Regions from separate parts of the Sus scrofa genome. Here region 1 is linked to region 2. Evidence: chromatin contacts called from public HiChIP or PLAC-seq data. All regions are on one chromosome and are shown on one strand. The core of a region is the stretch at or near the end of the contact, and the rest is flanking DNA. Distances in the headings are between cores, read along the strand shown. Region 1 holds the start of DCTN4 (dynactin subunit 4). Region 2 holds the start of RPS14 (40S ribosomal protein S14).

The links. HiChIP or PLAC-seq counts read pairs in DNA pulled down with a chosen protein or histone mark.
Region 1: a contact with region 2 is called in an H3K27ac HiChIP or PLAC-seq map of alveolar macrophages. The contact joins the promoter of DCTN4 here to the promoter of RPS14 in region 2. A contact is called at or near these places in 2 of 2 datasets of contacts at active chromatin or transcription factors (alveolar macrophages and skeletal muscle).

The regions. Positions count from the first base shown.
Region 1 is chr2:151,710,900-151,715,668 of Sscrofa11.1, reverse strand. It overlaps DCTN4 (dynactin subunit 4), which reads left to right and starts at 1,746. Exons shown (of 13, transcript NM_001244307.1): 1 at 1,746-1,902; 2 at 4,737-4,769. The coding sequence starts at 1,768.
Region 2 is chr2:151,431,903-151,436,674 of Sscrofa11.1, reverse strand. RPS14 (40S ribosomal protein S14) reads left to right here and starts at 2,724. Exons shown (of 5, transcript XM_021085027.1): 1 at 2,724-2,860; 2 at 3,437-3,587; 3 at 4,081-4,242. The coding sequence starts at 3,439. NDST1 (bifunctional heparan sulfate N-deacetylase/N-sulfotransferase 1) reads right to left here and starts at 2,750. Exons shown (of 15, transcript XM_021085025.1): 1 at 2,664-2,750.

The DNA of each region.
Region 1 (4,769 bases), core at 497-2,996, 280 kb before region 2:
GTCTGTGACCTACACCACAGCTCACAGCAATGCCAGATCCTTAGCCTACTGAGCGAGGCCAGGATTCAAACCAGTGTTGATCCCAGTCGGGTTCCTTAACTGCTGAGCCATGAAGGGAACTCCTAAATGAATACATTTTGAGAAACATATAAGCTACTAATATTGTAAGAAATAGCAAGCCTGAACAGACCAATAACGACTAAGGAGACTGGATCAGTAATCAGAGCTTCCCACCAAAAAAATCCCAGGACCAGATGGCTTCATTCGTGAATTCTACCAAACATTCAAAGACAATACCAATCTTCCTTAAATTGTTTTAAAAATAGAAAAGGGACCACCTCCAAACTCGTTCATAAGGCCAGCATCATCCTGACACCAAAACCCAACGAAGGCATCACAAAAAAAGAAAACTATGGAACAATATCCCTAATGAACATGGATACAAAAATCCTCAATAAAGTACTTACAAGCCAAATTCAAGAGCACTTTAAAAGGATCATACGCTGTGACCAACTAAGCCTTAGAATATGCGCTAGAAAAAAAGTAAAGGACGCCTAGCAACACTGTTCATTCATTGGTTCCATTCCTTCTTTTTTTTCTCTTTTTAGGGCCAGGCCTGTGGCATATGGAGGTTCCCAGGTTAGAGGTCAAATCGCAGCGGCAGCTGCCCGCCTACACCACAGCCACAGCAACGCAGGACCCACACCTTGTCTGCGACCTACATTACAGCTCCCGGCAATGCGGGATCCTTAACCCACTGAGTAAGGCCAGGGATGGAACACCTGCATCCTCATGCATGCTAGTCAGATTCTTTAACCCCTGAGCCACGACGGAAACTCCCATCCTATCCACTTTCTGGAGGCAAACACAGAAGCAGGATCCCTGTGTTGTTTCCAGGTTAGTCTCTTTAGCAGTTCTCAACTGCAGCTGCACATCAGAATCTCTTGGGGAACTTTGTATTTATATGTATTTATTCATTTATTTATCGGAGGTTCCAGGCTAGGGGTCTAATCGGAGCTGTAACTGCCGGCCTCCACCACAACCACAGGAACGCGGGATCCGAGTCTCTCTGCGACCAACAACAGGGCTCACCTGCAACGCTGGATGCTTAACCCTTAACCCACTGAGCAAAGCCAGGACTCGAACCTTCGTCCTTATGGATGCTTATCAGATTCGTTTCCGCTGAGCCACGACGGAACACCCCCATTCGTTCAGTAAGCAATAGTTAATTGAATACTCCCAATCCTAACGCTAAGTGGACAAAATGAATGAGATAGGGCTTCTGCGTGGAACCGTCAGGGAACTTCAAACGACGAAACGTCTGTGAAAGTTTCCTACAGTTCAGTGGCAAGATGTGCAGAGAAAGCGCTAGTGTGGACCCTACTTTTTCAGGTCCCATGAACTCTCCGTCTAACTCCGATGTTTGGAAGGGGAGGGTGGGAGAGGCGGTGTTAAGTAAAACGAAAGGGCAGCTTCCTTTCCGTTAGAAACAACGGAAAGGAGATCGCTGGATGTGACTAGATGCGACCAGCGAGCGAAAGGTCTGAGCTCGGCACCAGCCGCTGCGGCTCACAAAGCCCTGGGAGGCTCGCCCCACACCCCAGAGAAACCCGGGACTCCGGCTGCGCATGCGCACTTTCGCCCGGCGCCCAGCCCAGCGGTCCCGGCAACCTTACGTCAAAGTCTACGTAGGGAGGGACGCCGGGGAAACGCTGGCTCTCGGGTCACGTGACGCGGCGCGGCGTCGTTGGCTCCTCCCTCTCCAAGATGGCGTCCCTGCTGCAGTCGGAGCGGGTTCTCTACCTAGTCCAGGGAGAAAAGAAGGTTCGGGCCCCGCTCTCGCAGCTTTACTTCTGTCGCTATTGCAGCGAGCTGCGATCGCTGGAATGTGTGTCTCACGAGGTAATGCCGTCGCCCCATCAGGGGTGTGTGTTGGGGGAGGGGAAGGCATTCCTCCTAGTCACCGCGACTGCCGGGGACATTCCGCCGGTTGGAGGCGGGTAGTCATTTTCTTAGCGTGCTGATTGGTTTTGCCTTCCGTCACTCAGAGTTGCCTGTGATTTAATTTGCACACAGTTTGTCGCTTGAAAAGGCGGAGCGGTCTTGGGTGGGGCCGAGCGGCCCTTCTGGTTCGTGAGCGCCCTCTGATTGGACAAACTCGGCTTTGGGGACCCTGGCCTCCGGGGGGATGGTCCTTGGGTGGGTTGCTGGGGGAAAAGCTGCTTAGTTCAGTTCTCTTTAGGCGAGATATCCTCCTTCCAGGGTTGATTGAAGGGATGCGGAGGGCCTTGGGCATTTTCATCCATGCCCCTCCCATCCTGGAAGTTCTGCCCCTGCTTTAGCAGAAACTGGGCCCTCATCCGACAGCCTTGCTCGGTTTCCTGGCCCAGGCTTGCAGCCGAAAAGAGGTTGGGATGGGGTGAGCTGAGTGAAAGGCGTAGAATATTGTCTGTCTTGTAAGAAGATCATAGTGTTAGATATATAGCACTTCCGCTGAGCGTACAGTTCTGGCCTTCACGAGCACAAGTGGGCATTGGAGGTGGTATTGCTCAGAACGTGAAAGACCCCACCCACTAAAAAAAAATCACCGCAAAGCAAAACCCCCAAACTTCGCAGCACTAGGCACATCTTGTTCATTAAGGAAGCTTTGGGGATTAAAAGACGCGTTAAGACATAAATCCCGCTGTTGAGTAACTTGGAGTCTCGTGAAGGAAAAGCTGATTAGTAATAATACATAGTTACTGCTTAGTCAGTACCTTCTGTATGCTTTGTGCTTTAGATAATCTCCTTTAATCATTGTACAAACCAATAGGATGGATACTGTTTTTTTTTAAAAATTGTATTTAAAAGAAACAAGACACGTAATGTTCGCATTAGGTCACACTGCCAGAAATTTGGGGGTGAGAGGAGGACCAGGATTTAAAACCAAGCAGCCTGATTCAGAGGACTTCAGTGAAGATTCTTGGACTGTTAAAAATACATAGAAGAATATGTCCTATATTATAGGCCATTTTACATGTTAGTAGTAGTAATTTCGCTGGGAATATTTTTTGTAATATTAACAATAGAGAATGCAGTTAAATAAGAGAAAAATCAACGCCATATTATATACCTGGTTTTTTTCTTCCATTAGCACCTTGGTGGTTATGTCTTTGGCAGATCTTTTTTCTTTAGGATGCTTCCCTATTCCAGCTCCACCTCCACAGTTAGATTCTCATTGGTGATCATTGAGCTCAGTCCCCACAATCTCTAAGGATCTTTTCAGCTGGAACATTCAGTCTGTTCCTGCATCTTTTACTGACTGGTGTGCCTGCGTGAAATGGAGGCCATTAGGGTTTGGGGAAGGATGATAAGAGTGAGGGCTGAAGCAGTCCAGAAAGTTCTAAGGGTGAGCTGAGTATTGGAGCTGCACTTGAGGGGACAAGCATAATTTGGAAAGGGGACAAGAAGGAATGAATTATATTTTGCCTTTAAAGATGAGTAAGTGCAAATAGAAGTTAACAGAACTGTATTTTATGTTCCTAGAGACTATTTGAGCAGCAACTTTATCTTTTCAAAGGTGGTTCTGCTTATAAGCAGATAATGAAAAAAGAAACCAGTGTTTATTGTAGTATTTATGTTCAAGTGAATCTGTCCTTTCATCTGCAGGGCACTAGAGTTCTAGAATTATCAAATAGGATGTACCCTGCCTTAAAATAATTACTCCTTAAAAAAATACAATGAATTTAAAAAAAAATTTTTTTTTTTGACTGTGCCTGTGGTGTGCAGAAATTCCTGGGTCAGGGATGGAACCCTTGCCACAGCAGTGACAGTGCCAGACCCTTAGCCCACTGAGCCACCAGGGAATTCCTAATTCTTATGCTATGTTTTCAAGTTAAATACAATAAGACTGTCTTGTTAACCTAGTAGTTTAATTTTCCATTTAAAAATATCTAATTGGTTGACCACAGCTGATTTTATGTGTTAATTTATGCTGTTTTTCAGTGACTATGTAATACCTCTGAGATGAGAAAATTTTTTTAATTTCTCTTAACAATTTAAGTGTGGGAGTTCCCTTTGTGGCGCAGTGGTTAACGAATCCGACTAGGAACCATGAGGTTGCGGGTTCAATCCCTGGCCTTCCTCAGTGGGTTAAGGATCCGGCGTTGTTGTGAGCTGTGGTGTAGGTTGCAGACGCGGCTCGGATCCCACATTGCTGTGGCTCTGGCATAGGCCAGCAGCTACAGCTCCGATTCGATCCCTAGCCTGGGAACCTCCGTATGCCGCAAGAGTGGCCCTAGAAAAGGCAAAAAGACAAAAAACAAACAAACAAACAAAAAAAAACCACAACAATTTAAGTGTGGTCAAGTTACTGTAGTGCAATAAAGCTAACCTAGGTAGGATATTTGATCACAGCTTCATAAATTGGATTCTTTTGTTAGTCTGTTTAGATTATAATAGAGATCTTCTTTCACATAAACATGTTACAGCACCTCTGGTGCATAAAACCCTGAAGAAGGGGAATGGGAGCGATCAAAAAGGAAAAATAGAAGGATTTCAGGAAATCTAGAGGTTAAGAAAAAAATGAGTGATTGAAGCACCCTAAGCCAAAAGACAGTTCAGGTTCTTTGCCAGATCAGCGGTTTCTCACCTGCTGCAGAATAATGTATTTTAAAAATAGCTATTAAGCACAGACACATACACAAGCCAAGCTGAATGTCTTTCCTCTGATTTTTTAATTTCTTATTTCTTTTTAGGTGGACTCTCATTATTGTCCCAGTTGTTTAGAA
Region 2 (4,772 bases), core at 1,475-3,974:
CAAGGGCAAAATCTGCCCCAAGGCGACAGTGGGGACCAGCTTCGGCCATAAGATCAAGCCACGCTCCCTTCACCAAGCCTTCCGCCACTGAGGTGCGGAGAGCTGACTGTTGACTGTAACTCTTACCCAAAGCTGAACTGACAACACACAAGTCCACTCTCCGTTCGCATCCCTCCTCCACTGGGGAAATCACTACCTGAGAACAAAAAGGTCTTTCTTCCAAAGAATACAGACAGACTACTCACAGGAGAGACGCAAATATGAAAAACAATCATCAAGAGGTGTCTGCTCTTGTTTTTGTTTGTTTGTTTGTTTGTTTGTTTTGCTTTTTACTGTCATACCGACAGCACATGGAAGTTCTGAGGCTAGGAGTTGAACTGGAGCTACAACTGCCAGCCTACGCCACAGCCACAGTGATGCCGGCTCCGAGCCGTGTCTGCAGTCTACACCACATCTCACAGCACCTTAACCCACTGAGCGAGGCCAAGGATGGAACTTGCATCCTCGTGGATCCTCGTCGGGTTCATTAACCCCTGAACCAGGAAAGGAACTCCAGGGTGTCTGATCTTACTAATTATAGAATACTTACAATACACCAAGGAGATACATTCAGTTTCTGTGTTTAGTAGAAATGCAAGTTGATATCAACATTCTGGGAGGCAGTTTGGCAACAAATGTCAAAACTTAAGATACACATTCCTTTTGATTTCTGACAACCTACCCAGAGGAAAGAATGGCACATGTGTGTTCTTGACAGTTTGTTTATGTTTGAAAATTCTAGAAATAACCTACATGTCCAACAAAGAGAACTGGTTAAATAAACAACGGTTCTGCTATACAGAGAAACACCATATAGTAAAAAATAAGGCAATACAGGTATTACCGGTTGTTGGCCAGAGAGAGCACCGCGTGGCTGGAGACAATGACAGCAGGTTTTTTAAGACATACTTTTTTCAATCCCTGGCCCAGGAACTTCCACAGGCCATGAGTGAGGCCATAATAACAATAACAACCACAACAATAATGATAAAATGTCGGCGTTCCTGTCCTGGCTCAGTGGAAATGAATCTGACTGGTATCCATGAGGACGCAGGTTCAATCCCTGGCCTCGTTCAGTGGGTTAAGGATTGAGCATTGCCGTGAGCTGTGGTGGAGGTCGCAGATGTGGCTCCGATCTAGCATTACTGTGGCTGTGGTACAGACCAGTGGCTACAGCTCCAATTTGAACCCTAGCCTGGGAACCTCCATATGCCATGGGTTTGGCCCTAAAAAGACAAAAATAAAATACCATTAAAAATAAAATATATTTTTTGATAACGCTGTAATTTTTTTATCTGCGTGAGCACATTTAACACTCAAAATTAAAAAATGAAAACTTCATCTGTACGAACATGTGATAGATCTTATCGGCTGTCCTGGGATGATGTACACAACGTTGAGTCAAAAAGAAGCGACTGACGTTGGAGAGAATATCACCTCATTTACGTAAGACGGTATATCACACGCTGAAAACACAGGAATATATTAAGTATAGATAGTTACCTCTGCAACGATGCTCCAATTTGACGACAGAAAAAAGAACTTAGAGATGACTTTTACTTTTTGCTACCCACTTTTTTTTTTTTTTTGGCCACACTTGCAGCATGCAGAAGTTCCCAAGTCAGGGAACTGAACTCGTTTACCCCTGCAGTGACAGTGATGAGTCCTTAACCCAATGCACCACAAGGGAAATCCTGAAATCCCTTTCCTTTTGGGGGGGGGTAGTCTTTTTAGGGCTGCATGGGCAGAACAGGAGTTTCCCAAGCTAGGGGTCGAATCAGAGCTACAGCTGCCATCCTACACCACAGCCACAGCAACACCAGATTTGAGCCACATCAGAGACCTACTACAGCTTGCAAGTGATGCCGGATCCTCAACCCACTGAGCAAGGCCAGGGATTGAACCCACATCCTCATGGATGCTAGTCAGGTCTGCTGAGCCATAACGGGAACCCCCTGAAATCCCTTTCTTTAAAAGAGAAATCAGGAGTTCCAAAAAAAAAAAAAAAAAAAAAAAAAAAAGAAAGAAAAAAGAAAGGAGTTCCCATTGCGGTTGAGCAGCTTAAGAACCTGACTCCTGACTAGTATCCATGGGATGCCGGGATTCGATCCCTGATCTTGCTCAGTGGGTTAAGGACCCAGCGTAGCTGCAAGCTGCGGAGTAGGTCACGGAATGTGGGTTGGATCTGGTGTTGCTGTGGCATAGGGTGGCAACTGCACCTCTGACGTGACCCCAGCCCAGGAATTTCCACATGCCACAGGTGCCATGAATAATAATACTAAAAGAAAAATCAAAACGACGTCTTTGATAATGTGGTAAGGATTAAATGGATCAATGGCTATCGGTCGCTTATCCCGGCCTCGTACATAACGACAAGTACTGAATAATTTACTCCTATTTTGCCCAGAACACAGCGGATGAGACTTTCACCGCTGCTGCTGTTCGCCTCCGCGCCACGCGGTGCGCTGTCGCCTCCGGGCTGGCCGGGCCGGGGACGGGGCGCCGGACGTTCGTCTAGCTGCGGCCTCCGCCATCCCGGACGCAGGCCCGCTCCACCCACCCAGTGCGGCTGCTTCGTGCAGCTTTAGAAGCCGACGCGCTCGCTGGGACACCGAGCCCCTTACCTCCTCAGGCGCCCCACTGAATCAACCGTATTCTCGAGGGCGTCTTCATCTCGGAAACGCTAAAGTCGGCGTCTTCCGGAGCAGCCGGCCTCGCCCCGTGACCTCAGACGTTCACTTCCGGGGATACGGACGTGACCCGTCGCCCCGCCTCCTCCCACTCTCTCTTTCCGGTGGCGGAGTCTGAAGGCGACGCGCAGGTAGGCTCCCTGGGCCGGGACAATCGAGCGGCATCCTGCGGCCTGGGGGCCCAGCGAGATTCGGGGCGCGGGCCTGAGGTTTTGCCGCGAAAGCCAAGCCAGGTGCGGGGCGGGAGGCGCGCGGCGGGTCGATGCAGACTCTGGTTGGCGCTGTCTCGGAGGCGGAGGTTTTGGCTCGGAACCGCCTGTAACGCGGGGTCCGCTCGGGGCCGGGCCCAGGGGCACAGCCACCTCCGCCGGGCCACGGCGGGGGGCGGGGAGGAGCGGGAACGTCGTCCCGGGAGCGAGCCTCGGGTCTCCCGCTTGTTTTCGGTCTGGGAAGTTGGGGTAATTGCCGCACGGGTCCCGTGGGGTCTTGGGACGGATTCGGGGCGGGAAGGCAGGGGACGCGGCCCCTTCGTGGGCGGTTCCTGGATCAGTGATGCCAGGGCGGGCGCTGCACGTGGCGGCTGCAGGGCGGCGTCGAAGCCGGGAAGGGGCCGCAGCCGCTGGGGAGGCCGCGCGGCCTGGGGGGCGGCCGAGCGAGTGCGCGCGCCCGCGCTCCTTCCCGGAGCCGGGGCTGTTCCTCTGCCGCAGAAATGGCACCGCGCAAGGGGAAGGAGAAGAAGGAGGAGCAGGTCATCAGCCTCGGCCCGCAGGTGGCTGAAGGGGAAAACGTGTTCGGCGTGTGTCACATCTTCGCGTCTTTCAATGACACTTTCGTCCATGTCACCGATCTCTCGGGCAAGTGAGTATCAGGAGAGGCCCAGGCCCCCGCTCGCAGGGCCTGGGGTTAGAAGGGGGGGAAGGGACCCCGGGGCTGGGCGGCAGGTGGAGGGTCTCTTGTGAGAATTGGAGCGAGCGTTCACTCAAGGAAGGTGTGGCCTCCGGGTCCCGGGGTGTAAGAGGAGGCACGTGTGTCCCTCAGCGGCTTCCCAGCCTGGGGGGGGTCTCTAAACCCTCGGGGTGTCCTGGCACTTACAGGGGCGCTGGTGGCCTGGCGTCACCCCGGCGGCAGGTCTCGCTGTCTCGGCTGGCTGTCCTCGTGTGCAGGGGTTGGAGCGGCCGGTGCGGCGGGTCACACGTGTCTCAGGCCTCTGGAGCCTGTCCCCGCAGAGCTCGCGGCTTTCCGGTCCCCGGCGGGGACGCCTGCCGGCCCCGAGCGGCGGTGCGTCTGTTGGGGCCTGACGGACACTCTGCAGCCTCGCGGGTGAGAGAGGACCCTGTGCTTTTGTCCCCAGGGAGACCATCTGTCGCGTGACGGGCGGGATGAAGGTGAAGGCCGACCGGGATGAGTCCTCTCCGTACGCCGCTATGCTGGCTGCCCAGGACGTGGCCCAGCGCTGCAAGGAGCTGGGCATCACTGCCCTCCACATCAAGCTCCGGGCCACGGGCGGGAACCGGTGAGTGGGAGTGGCTCGCGGGCTTGAGCGCCAGTGCGCCTGATTTCAGTCGGCTTGGTTTCTCTTTGGGGACTTCGTACCCCGCTGCCTAGGTTGGTGTGTGACTAATAGGACACGGCAAGAGCTGCTGTTGCTGTGGGTTTGGTTCCAGGCCGCAGACAGCAGGTAGCTCAGGAAAGCGAGTCACCTGGGCCTTCCCCGCGTGTGTAGAAGTCAGGTTTAAATGAGGTGTCACGTCATTTAACAAATGCGTACGCTTTCACCTAAAACACCTTCCTGCCGGAGTTCCCCTTGCGACTCAGTGGTCACAACGAACCCCGTTACTCTCCGTGAGGACGCAGGTTTCATCCCTGTCCTGGCTTAAACCCGCGTGGTGCCAGGTTTGAGCCGGTGTTGCCGTGAGCTGTGGTGTCGGTCACAGACCCAGCTTGGATCCTGTGTGGCTGTGGTCGTAGGCCGGCAGGTGCGGTTTTGATTCAGTCCCTGGCCTGGGAACTTCCATCTGCCCCAAGTGCGGCTCTTGTTAAAAA